4 separate regions of the Gossypium hirsutum genome follow, and regions 1, 2 and 4 are each linked to region 3. A link is a contact called in public Hi-C data. All regions are on one chromosome and are shown on one strand. The core of a region is the stretch at or near the end of the contact, and the rest is flanking DNA. Distances in the headings are between cores, read along the strand shown. Region 1 holds the start of LOC107948137 (vacuolar protein 8). Region 2 holds the start of LOC107945928 (external alternative NAD(P)H-ubiquinone oxidoreductase B2, mitochondrial). Region 3 holds the start of LOC107961748. Region 4 holds the start of LOC107947743.

What was found. A called contact is a pair of places that touch in the nucleus more often than the background predicts.
Region 1: a Hi-C map of leaf shows a contact between it and region 3, with 3 times the contacts expected there. The contact joins the promoter of LOC107948137 here to the promoter of LOC107961748 in region 3. A contact is called at or near these places in 4 of 34 Hi-C or Micro-C datasets (all in leaf).
Region 2: a Hi-C map of leaf shows a contact between it and region 3, with 3 times the contacts expected there. The contact joins the promoter of LOC107945928 here to the promoter of LOC107961748 in region 3. A contact is called at or near these places in 9 of 34 Hi-C or Micro-C datasets (callus, hypocotyl, leaf and 2 more).
Region 4: a Hi-C map of leaf shows a contact between it and region 3, with 3 times the contacts expected there. The contact joins the promoter of LOC107947743 here to the promoter of LOC107961748 in region 3. A contact is called at or near these places in 7 of 34 Hi-C or Micro-C datasets (callus, hypocotyl, leaf and 1 more).

Annotation. Positions count from the first base shown.
Region 1 is chrA06:91,951,180-91,953,879 of Gossypium_hirsutum_v2.1, reverse strand. It overlaps LOC107948137 (vacuolar protein 8), which reads right to left and starts at 1,436. Exons shown (of 1, transcript XM_016882604.2): 1 at 1-1,436. The coding sequence starts at 994.
Region 2 is chrA06:91,850,135-91,852,834 of Gossypium_hirsutum_v2.1, reverse strand. LOC107945928 (external alternative NAD(P)H-ubiquinone oxidoreductase B2, mitochondrial) reads right to left here and starts at 1,279. Exons shown (of 11, transcript XM_041115686.1): 1 at 974-1,279; 2 at 694-838; 3 at 1-60. The coding sequence starts at 782.
Region 3 is chrA06:92,506,417-92,509,116 of Gossypium_hirsutum_v2.1, reverse strand. LOC107961748 reads left to right here and starts at 1,320. Exons shown (of 2, transcript XM_016897849.2): 1 at 1,320-1,983; 2 at 2,078-2,391. The coding sequence starts at 1,711. The coding sequence ends at 2,245.
Region 4 is chrA06:91,970,521-91,973,220 of Gossypium_hirsutum_v2.1, reverse strand. It overlaps LOC107947743, which reads right to left and starts at 1,448. Exons shown (of 2, transcript XM_016882274.1): 1 at 1,395-1,448; 2 at 184-1,350. The coding sequence starts at 1,448. The coding sequence ends at 184.

The DNA of each region.
Region 1 (2,700 bases), core at 187-2,686, 560 kb after region 3:
CAATAGCACCTTCTTCGACCATAAACCTCTTAATCTCTTCAACACCAACAAGGTTTCTCAACACCCCACAAGCAAGACCAATTAGTTCCCCTCCAAAATCACCGCTTGAACATATTTTCAAGAGTGCCGTCACCCCACCATGAGCTGAAACAGACCATGCATTGTCTGAATTTACAGTCAATGTCTGAAGACACCTAACAGCTCCTTCTTTGCCCAAATTACTGCCGGTTTCCAAAATCCGATTTAAAGGGCCAATAATCCCAGCTTCAACTAAAACCCCTTTATACAAATCAAACCCAGAGATTAAAGATACAATCTTTGAAGCTTCTTCTTGAATTTCCATCTCTGGTGAATCAAGAAAATCGACCAACAATTTCACAATGTCACTAACTTCAAGTGCTACAAGTTTCATGTACCTTTCATCTTCAGCCATAAGTTGATATAAATTCACCAAGGACTGCCTTTTCATTTCTATATCACCAATCTTCATCCTTGTCAACAAATCTCTTACATAGAACCTCATGTCATCTTTACAAGCACCAAAACCAGGCCTGGAAACAACGATGGCGAAACCATGGCTCAGAACCCCAGCAGTGTAAATCCCTGAAAGATTCTTTACATGGAGATCAAATTTTGCAACCATCACATCAAGGTCATTTTGCATCAGGAGCTTTCCACTGTAAGAAAGATCCACACATCTTCTCCCGAGATCATAACACTCGTTTACAGTTGCCAAAATGGAAGGAACCACGTCAGAGAAGGCCGCTGCGTTTTCACTTGAATCACAGTTTCCAACAGCCATCAACCCAGAACTCATCTCTTCTAGCTTCTTTCGAATGAGTTGCCATTTAACATTAAAAACTTTGATAGAATGTGAAAGAGAAATCAAAGAAGATATAACCTGAACAGCCTGCTTGATACTAGATTTCATTGCACTGAAAGATTCTATTGAATTCTGGTGCTGCTTTTGCATTGGTTTCTCTTCTTCTCCCATTTTTTTCCCCTTTTTCTTCAAATTCAATGCTTGCTTTGAAGGAAGGAATCTAACACTGTCTAAGAAGAGAGAGAAAGAGGGCCACTGACTGCAGATATCTAATCTAAAGTTATCTTTTCATTTTGCAGCTGCAACTGAAATGGGGGTCTTTAATTTTATATTTAGAATAGAGGGCTGACCGTTTAGGTGGTGTAACAGTGACAAGTCAATAGGATGAAGATAAGGGTATAAATTTCTGCCATAATAACAAGGGTTAAAACTTAAAAGGGTGGCTGAAGCTCACAGCGTGAAAAGAACTGAGGAGGGAGATGGTTAAAAGGAAAAAGAAAAGTAGTGTATCTGATTCTGATCAGTGATAAAGGACTTGAAAGGTTTCATCTCTTTATTGACGATTGTATTTGTAGAACACTGTACATGCATGAATGGGGTTTTGCAGTGGGTTGCTGTGGGGGCACCTATCAACAATAAGGTTTCTTTAAAATCTCATCAGATCTCATGAACTTTCTATTTACTTTTCCACCGTTTCAATTTAATTGTATTGTAATATGTACAAGGTAAGAAAATGAATTTATGATAAAAATTTGAATTTTGATATAACGTAAATCAGCCTTAATTGGATTGTAATTCGTACGAGGTAAGAAAATAAACCTTAATTCTTAATTAGTCAAATGTCATCATTGTTTGTCCATAATCAAATCAATCAACAAATCTTGTTGGCTCATCTTTCCCACGTTAAATGTTAGTTTCTTTCTTCCATTATTTTTGGAGCAATTGCCCATATTTTTCTATAACTGCCCTAGATTTGATGAATATGTCAAAATAAAAGAAAAATTAAAGAAATAGGTTATTTTATAATATATTTAAAGAAATAAATTGATTTTTAAACACGACGTTTTTTTTTTCTTTTCAAAATCTGCCAAATAGAAAGTGCAGTGATTTAAATCTAAATCTTTTACATATCACTCCAACTTAGATAAAGATGAAATGGTAGAATGAAAAAAAATAAAAAAGCATCTACTATTACATAAAAAAAAACTTTATTTTAGATTTAAAAAGATTCAATTAAGTTGTTTTGAATTTTTCTTTATTCAATTGAGTCTGAAACTAATAAAATTGATCAAATAAGCTTTTTAACTGGCGTTTATCGTTAATATTTAACTGCAACGCTAATATGGCTGTTAATAGATACCATGCCAGCGTCGATTGATGACGTGGTGGTGCTACATCAACACCAATTGTTAACGTGGTAGTGTCATGCCAGCAAAATAAAAAAAATATAAGAAAATATCTAAATTTATATTTTTAAAATAATTGCAAAATAAATCTAGATAAAGAGGTGTCGACAAGTGATTGTCTGTGTTCATTTGAACGTGGACACCTATTTATCTAGATTCATTCTGTAATTATTAAAAAAATAAAAAAAATCATTAAAGTTTACTAAAATTTATAAAATTTATTAGAAATTATTTAAAAATCATAAAATATATTAAAAATTATTAAAAACCATAAAAATTTAGAAAAAAAGATTTTTTAAAATTATAAGAAATTAATTAAAAATCAAAAAATTATAATTATTTAAATTATTTTTATAAAAATTATATTCCTCATTTTGATTAAATTATTTGATTAATATAACTTGTGCAAATTGAAAAATGAGAGGCAAAAATATGACAAAAAACTGTTAATCTTAATTTTATGATATAAGT
Region 2 (2,700 bases), core at 30-2,529, 660 kb after region 3:
ATATGGCCCTTACTGCCATTGAATGCGTTTGCTTCAGCATAAGCTATAAGGCTCCCACCACTGCACCAAAAAAATGCAATAGACTTAGAGCTGAAGGAGAATGCTTAATGGAAAGTTTCAAACATACAGTTCGTTTTTAACTAATCTTGAGAAATTAATAAATTACGCACTCAAGCTCCTAAACTTTGCAGATACATTCAAACAGGACAAATTTTTAGATCTTTTCCCATTTCCTTTACAATTTTAAAGAAGCAAATAAAGCTTCAATTTTCCTAGCGTGCATAATTCACTGACACCGGCCTTTAGGCAGAGATGACAGTTCTCTTCCTCCCTATAATTCAAAACATATTTGCTCTGTTCTTCAGACTTCTGACAGAGCATTTCAATATTCCAAATTTCAGCTCAAAATCTCAAAAAAAAAAAACATCATTCATCAGATGGGCCTAAAAACAATCGCCTATCTAAATGCAGAGAGAATCTACAAACAAAAAACAGCATGAACCACAAATCAATATTAAGAAACTAAATCTATGATAATAAAAAAATAGAAACACAAAGAGGCACTCAGGTCATGCTTAACAACTTCATAGAACCAAAAAGCAAATAAAATATTTGTATATAAAGTTATAAACACAAGAAAAATGCTTAAAAAATGGGGGAAAAAAAGAAAGAAAGAAGGAATGAAAAAAGCACCTGATAGTAGAGACGACGATGACCTTAGAAAGAGAAGGATAATCATTAAAAGCCCTGGATAGTCTCCCGAAGAAGTTGAAGTTCCTCATCTTGGTGCTCTGTAGATCTGTTCTTTTACTTGTTTAGCCTATATGAACCAAGAAAACTGGAGGAAAATCACAGAGAAAGCGGTTACGTATTAAAAATACAAAAAGGCAGAAGAAGAAAAAAAAAGAAAAAGAGTAGATGAGAAACGCGAGGTTCGTGGCGTTGTCACACGATGGTTCCAGGTCTTTACTACCTCGCTTTCTTTTTCAATGACTTGGAGAGCAAGGCAGAGGCGGCAATGTGCTACTATATTTATGGAATCATTATTATATAATTTTTGGTCAAAATATTTTAATGAATTAAATATTAAATAGTATCTGGATCCTTAATTGCGCCGCCGTCACTACATTATGACCGCTACGTCTCTGTGAAAAACCTGTGTCCGTTGGATCCATCAATCCTCGGAATTTATTTTTTCTTATTCTCTTTCTTTAATTTAAGAGATTTTTCAATGATTCATGTTTTTTTCTTGGATAGACCGTTGAACCTAATTAGGGTTTTGAACCCCACCCCCCCCCCAAAAAAAAATTACAAATCATATGTAATATATTGATTTCCTTTTAACAATCAATTCTTTTTATAAAACAATAAAGGGTATTTTTGTCATTTAAAATAATGTAAAATTTTAAAAAATATGAATTTGAATTTAAAATACAGTAATTTTCTTTGTCTTTATTATTTCATTAAAAGCTTCATTTTATTTTAGAATTAATTATTTATATATAAAATTTTATTCACTCAAATCATAATCTTGTTATTCTAAAAGTTTTATTTTATTAAAAATTCAAAATTTAAAATTTAAAATTTAAAATTTAAAATTCTAATTAATTAAATTTTTTATATTGGCTGTCTAAAAAAACTCTTATATTGACATTTTAAAAATTCATGATAATGACATATACTAAAAAAACAAATTAATTAGAATTTTAAATTTTTAATAAAAATTAAAATTTAATCTTTGAACCATAAATAAAACGTGTTAAATATCAAGAAATAAAAAATATTTTAATAATCACTGAAATCAAAATAAAATAAAATCATGAAGCCTTCCTAAAATTAAAGGCGGGAAAAAAAAAGAAAGAAAGAAAGGCAGGCGTAATATTGGAAGAGAAAAGTACATATACAGAATGAGCATATAAAGGACAGGCTGTTAATTGCAGAATGTTAGGTGGTCAAATAGAAGGTGGTAATAAAGTCGGCAATTAGCATGCTTTACGTCATTGTTTTGTACACACACCACAAACATTGCTGACAACCTCCATGTTTTCCTTTGCCGCAAAGCATATTTTTCATGTTCTCTTTTGGTAATCAATAAGCGGTCCATAATTTATGGAATCCAATTTATTTTTTTTAAAAGTAAATAATATAAATAATGTATGGTGGCCACTCTTAAAATATCAACATTAACATACTAAAATCAATATAAGTATCAAATGTTTTAAATATGGATTTTAACCTGTCAATGGATTCATATTCATGTTCAAATTCTAATTTATATTATTTTTAATTCATTTTTATATTGTGAGCCAATTAAATTATAAAAATTAAAACAACTTATTTTAGTTATATATGTTGGGAAGAAACCGAACAACCGAAACAAAGCGAAAGCACAACCGGTGTTCTTTCTCTCCTTATAACTCCTGTAAAAATTATGGCAAGCACAATAGCACAAGATATGTTCTCTAGCAACCTTAATCAACCACAAATCAACTAATGCAACCACAACAAAAAAAATAGAGACACCGATATTTTTACGTGGAAAACCCCTCTAAATTAAGGGTAAAAACCACGGGACTTTAGAGTCCGATAAAGAGCTCAACTATCATCAAATGTTCAACTACAAGATCACAATATCAAGCCTACAACAAGCATTCAACACCGACAAGGCTAACAACATGTAATCTTTAGCAAAAGAGAGAA
Region 3 (2,700 bases), core at 71-2,570:
TTTAAGATTTAAATATTTAGTATTACTGTCAAAAAGAATTTTTAAGAAATAAAATATCTATTTTAGACATGGTGTTATAAAGTAATAAATTTACATTTAAATAATGTTCAAATTAATTAATATTATGATATTTTAGTAAGAATATAAAAAATAATTTATTATAACTTGTTAATATTTTAATATATGAAATATAAATTTTAAATATTTTTAAAAAAATTTAATCTTAATTATTCATAAAATTTAATTTGAATATATAAACTATATTTTAAATAATAAAATATAACCAATAAAAAATTAAAATATAATATTATATATATAATAAATTTTAATAGGAAAATAATTATATACAAAATACAAACATTATATAAAATATATTATAAAGGTTAAAACTGTCATTTGATCTAAAAGCACTTTTGTCAATAGCAAAAGTTTAAAAGAAAATTGCTTTTGCTTTTAAATTCAAAAATACTTTTAAAAACACTTTTGACTCTACAAATTATTTGTTTAGCATTGCTTCTTGTTTGAAAAGTGCTTTTGTCCCCAAAAACACTTTTAAAAAGTAATGTTAAACAAATCCTTAGTTTTACACTAACAACTCAATTTAATTTGCTCAAGGTTTGATTGTTTGTTTTGTATCCAATTTTAGATAAGAAATTTCTTTCTTATTTGTCTCCGTTTGAATGAAATTTTTTATTTTGTATAATTTGAAATTTAATTTCTATATTTTAAAAGTTAAAAATTTTATCTTTTTATTTTTTTTCAATTTAAAATTTTTACTCTAATCATTATTGTTATTAATAATTTTTGTAAATATTTGTTAATTTATCATATTTAATTTTTGTCCATCATATCAGAGACTATTTGAAATTTTGAGTTACTGAATTTTTTAAATAAAGAAAAAATAAGACTTCATTTTAAACAAAGTCTCATTCAAGCCTAATTTTAACTTGGTCAATGGTAACTTACTCTCTCTTTTCCTCTCTGGCCTAATTGCTTAAGATTTAAGAGGACCAGACGAAGCCAATAATTCAATTTCCGCGCTATTCTCACTAATTATTTCTGTTATTACATTCTTAATTAACTTTCAACCACAAATATAATTATTTTAATCAATCCTTCTAATTTAAACAAAACCGTTTATAAGTAGAGCCAAAATTGCTATTTTAAAATCAAAGTTATAATGAATTTTCTTCCGTAATTAAAAAAAAAAACTAGAAATGGTATTGTTGACATTTCTCTTTCCTGTTGAATAAATAGAACACAAAAAAGGGCGTCAATCTTTTAATTAATTAATTGTAAGTACACCAAAATTACTTGGATTTTTTAATCACTAAAAAATATATTAAACAACCATTGAAAAAAGCTTAATTATCCATTAAATTTTGAACCTTTTTTTTTTAATGATCTTTTGAGTTGCAGGAAATGAAAATCCTTAAAGGTCCTCCTTTATCTTACACAACATGTACATGGCATGCTTATCCATTATCTTACAAAAAGCTAATGAACTGTGGTCATTTGACAAGTTGAAGCCCAACTCACTTTTGGCCCGTTTTTAATATCCCATAACCCATGTTTGTAAAGACTACACCAACAAGCCGATTTAATTTGCCTGTATTCTCCTCATCTCCATCTCCACCACATAAACTCCATAACGATCCAAATTCAACCTAATTCTCTTCTAGTGATCTTCTTTTGATCGAAACAGAAAGTATGATTTTACACTTACCTTGTACAACTCTTTATCAAACACCATTACTATCCAATCCTAGATATCCTCAAAAACTAGCTAAAACCCAAACCAGTTTTTCACCAGCAAACAAATTGTCCATTGCAAGAAAGCTTGTAATAAGAGGATGCAGCAATAGCCAAGGTGGTGAAGGAGAAAAGAAGACAGAAAGAAGAAGTTTCCTATCTCTAGAAGAGGCTGGTTTGGTTGAAATATCTGGTTTAAGCTCTCATGAAAAGTTCCTATGTCGATTAACGGTAAACCTCTCCTTAATATTCCATGGAAATGTGAAATCTAATATCTGAATGCTATTTAAGACTAAAATTAAGAAAATTGGGGGTATGGTTGCAGATATCATCATTGAATCTACTTAGAGTGATATCAGAACAGGAAGGATGTTCAATTGAAGAGATGAATGCTGGAAGAGTATGTGATTGGTTTGTGAAAGATAAACTGAAAAGAGAACAAAACATAGATTCTGCAGTTCTTCAATGGGATGAATCTGAATTTCCTTTTTAGATGGATTTAGATTATATAATTCTTATATAACTTTTTTAGCTTAACTGTGAATTTTCATTCAAATTAAAGTTTTTGGGTCATATCATAGTGGATCAAATTATTGTATGTTCTTTTAGTACCATTTGAATTTGAACTGGTATTGTTGAATTAAATTAACTTTGCTCATCAAATATATATTAATAGAGATTTTGTGTGTAAAACAAGTTCTATGATATTAATTTAATTAAATTTTATTTAAATTTATTCATATTTATAAATAATTAACCTGATTGTTATATATTATTTTATTTTTAATTTTATATAATTTTTTTATTAAAATTTTAAACATAAGAAATTCACATGTTTTTAATGTCTAAATTATAATATTATATATGGGTTAAATAAGATGTATAAGTCGATTTTGAAATTTATTTAGGTTTTTAGGCCGGTTTTAAAATTATTTAGGGAAATAAGTC
Region 4 (2,700 bases), core at 199-2,698, 540 kb after region 3:
AGCAGGCACCACCTTTTTTTTTCTATTAAAAAATAATTTTTGGGGTTTTGGACACTAAATGTCAAGATACTAACACATGGGAGTGAAAACCTCAATAAACTGACTTACTTTCATTAGTGAATCATCCAAGTATTTAATACAAGGTGGAAGGACGTACTAACAAACTATTAGTTAACTAGTTAACTAACTGACTGTTAACCCTTTTCTCTTATCATGCCCCGAGCTTGTTTGCTTCCTTTCCCCGGCATTAGCTTCATTGACTGAAACCCGAAGTTGACTTTTAAATTTTTTGAACAGGACTGCTGACAAGGGCTTGGTTAAAATGTCAGCCACCTGTTCTTGACTTGGAATGTGTCCAACTTGGAACAGGCCTTGTGCAACTTTTTCCCGTACAAAGAAGAGATCCAATTCGACGTGTTTGAATTTAGAATGTTGAACTGGGTTTCCTGCTACGGCCACGGTTGCGAAGCTGTCACACCATACAAGTGCTTTGCCGTAGTGAGAAACACAAAGTTCGGTTAACAGCGACTGTATCCACACCATTTCTACAATAACATGGGCGAGACTTCTGTATTCAACCTCTGCAGTCGAACGTGATACAACCTGCTGCTTCCTCGAGCTCCAAAAGACCAGATTTCTACCAAGAAACACACAATAACCAGACGTGGACCGGCGATCATCTACGTCAGCTCCCCAACTAGCATCAGAAAATCCCTCGAGTAACAGCTTGGAGCACTTTGTGAACCTCAGGCCATGATCCAGTGTTCCATGCAAATAACGGAGGATCCTCTTAACAGCTTTAAAATGCACATCAAGAGGTCGGTGCATGAATTGACACACCTTGTTGACAGCAAAGGCTACATCGGGCCTAGTTATCACTACATACTGCAATGCCCCAACGATACTCCGATAGAGATGAGCATCATCAACAGGATTCCCTTCATGAGCAGACAGCTGACACGTTGGTACTATGGGCGTTGGTAAACTATTTGACTTATCCATACCTGCTTGTTGTAGGAGGTCGAGAACATATTTCCTTTGGTTAAGAAACACTCCAGTAGAGGTATATTGGACTTCTATACCTAGAAAATAATTTAGTTGGCCAAGGTCTTTCAAAGAGAACTGAGCATCAAGTCTTCGAACAAAGCCATCTATGGTTTGAGAGTTGGTCCCAGTAACGATTATGTCATCGACATATATTAGCACATACAGTAGCTGTGATTCAGAGTGTTGAATAAAGAGTGAACTTTCGGCTTTAGAAGCAACAAAACCAGTGACCAACAGGAATTCTTTTAACTTGTGAAACCAGGCCCTAGGTGCCTGTTTGAGTTCATAAAGAGCTTTGCGCAACTGGCACACCAATGGTTGATTGTTATCTCTTTATTTTTCAAAACCCGCTGGCTGTTCCATATAAATCTCCTCTTGGAGATCGCCACTGAGGAAGGCATTATTTATGTCGACCTGTCTGAGAGACCAGCCCATCGAGACAGCAAGAGCTAGAACCACACGAATGTTTGTTGGTTTCACCACTGGACTGAAGGTTTCTTGGAAGTCCACCCTAGCTTCTTGGAGATACCCTTTTACTACCAACCGTCCTTTGTACCGAGCCACTGAACCATCGGCATTACGTTTGATTTTGAAAATCTACGACCTAGAGGTAAAGGCACAACGTCCCAAGTATGATTTGCAAGTAAGGCTTTGTATTCAGCATGCGCTGCTGCTGACCATGCAGGATGTAGGAGAGCTGCTGTAATGGAGGTAGGTTCCTCATCTTCTAGAACAGACGTGAACACTTTAGGCTTGTAAATTCCACTTTTAGATCTCGTTTGCATCGGGTGAGTATTTCCCAGGAGTAGATGCTGTTCAAAAGATGCAGATGAGTGTGATGAGTGTCCTGAATCTGGTGGTGAGTGTCTTGACTCTGGTGGTGTGAGAGAACGTCAAGACCCAGACGAGTTATCAGTTTGGCTTATGCTATCGTATGACACCGGAGTAATCCCTTCCTCATGAGGAGAAACAGTAGGAGGAGATGTATTACCCAACACCACTGGAAGGCGAGATTGATGCTGAAAACTTTGAACTGACTGAAAAGAGAACCAAATGAACTATCCTGTTTGAAAGGAAAACACGCCTCGTCAAATGTGACATGTCTGGAGACAAACACCCTACCACAACTGGCAATGCATCTATACCCTTTTTGATTTGACACCACTCCAAGAAACACACATTGACTGGACTGAACTCCAGCTTATGTCGATGATAGGGCCTCAAATAGGGATAACAAGCACATCCAAAAACCCTGAGGTACGAATAGGATGGCCTAACTTGATACAACATATCATAAGGACTTTGGTTGTGTAAAACAGGTGTTGGTAGCCTGTTAATCAAGTGCACATCATAAGAAAAAACATAATACCAGAACTCTAGAGGTAAGCCTGCCTGAGCTAAGAGAGTTAACCCCACATCTACAATTTGCCGATGCTTCCTTTCAGCCACCCCATTCTACTTCGAGGTGTGAGGGAAAGTTACCCGGTGTTGAATACCAAGGCGAGCAAGCTCCTTTGAGAGCGATCAATACTCCCCACCGCCATCAGATTGAAGAGCTTTGATGGAGTAACCAAATTGAACACGACCCATTTGATTAAACTGAAGAAAACATTGAAAAACTTCAGCTTTGGACTTGAGAAAATAAACCCAAAT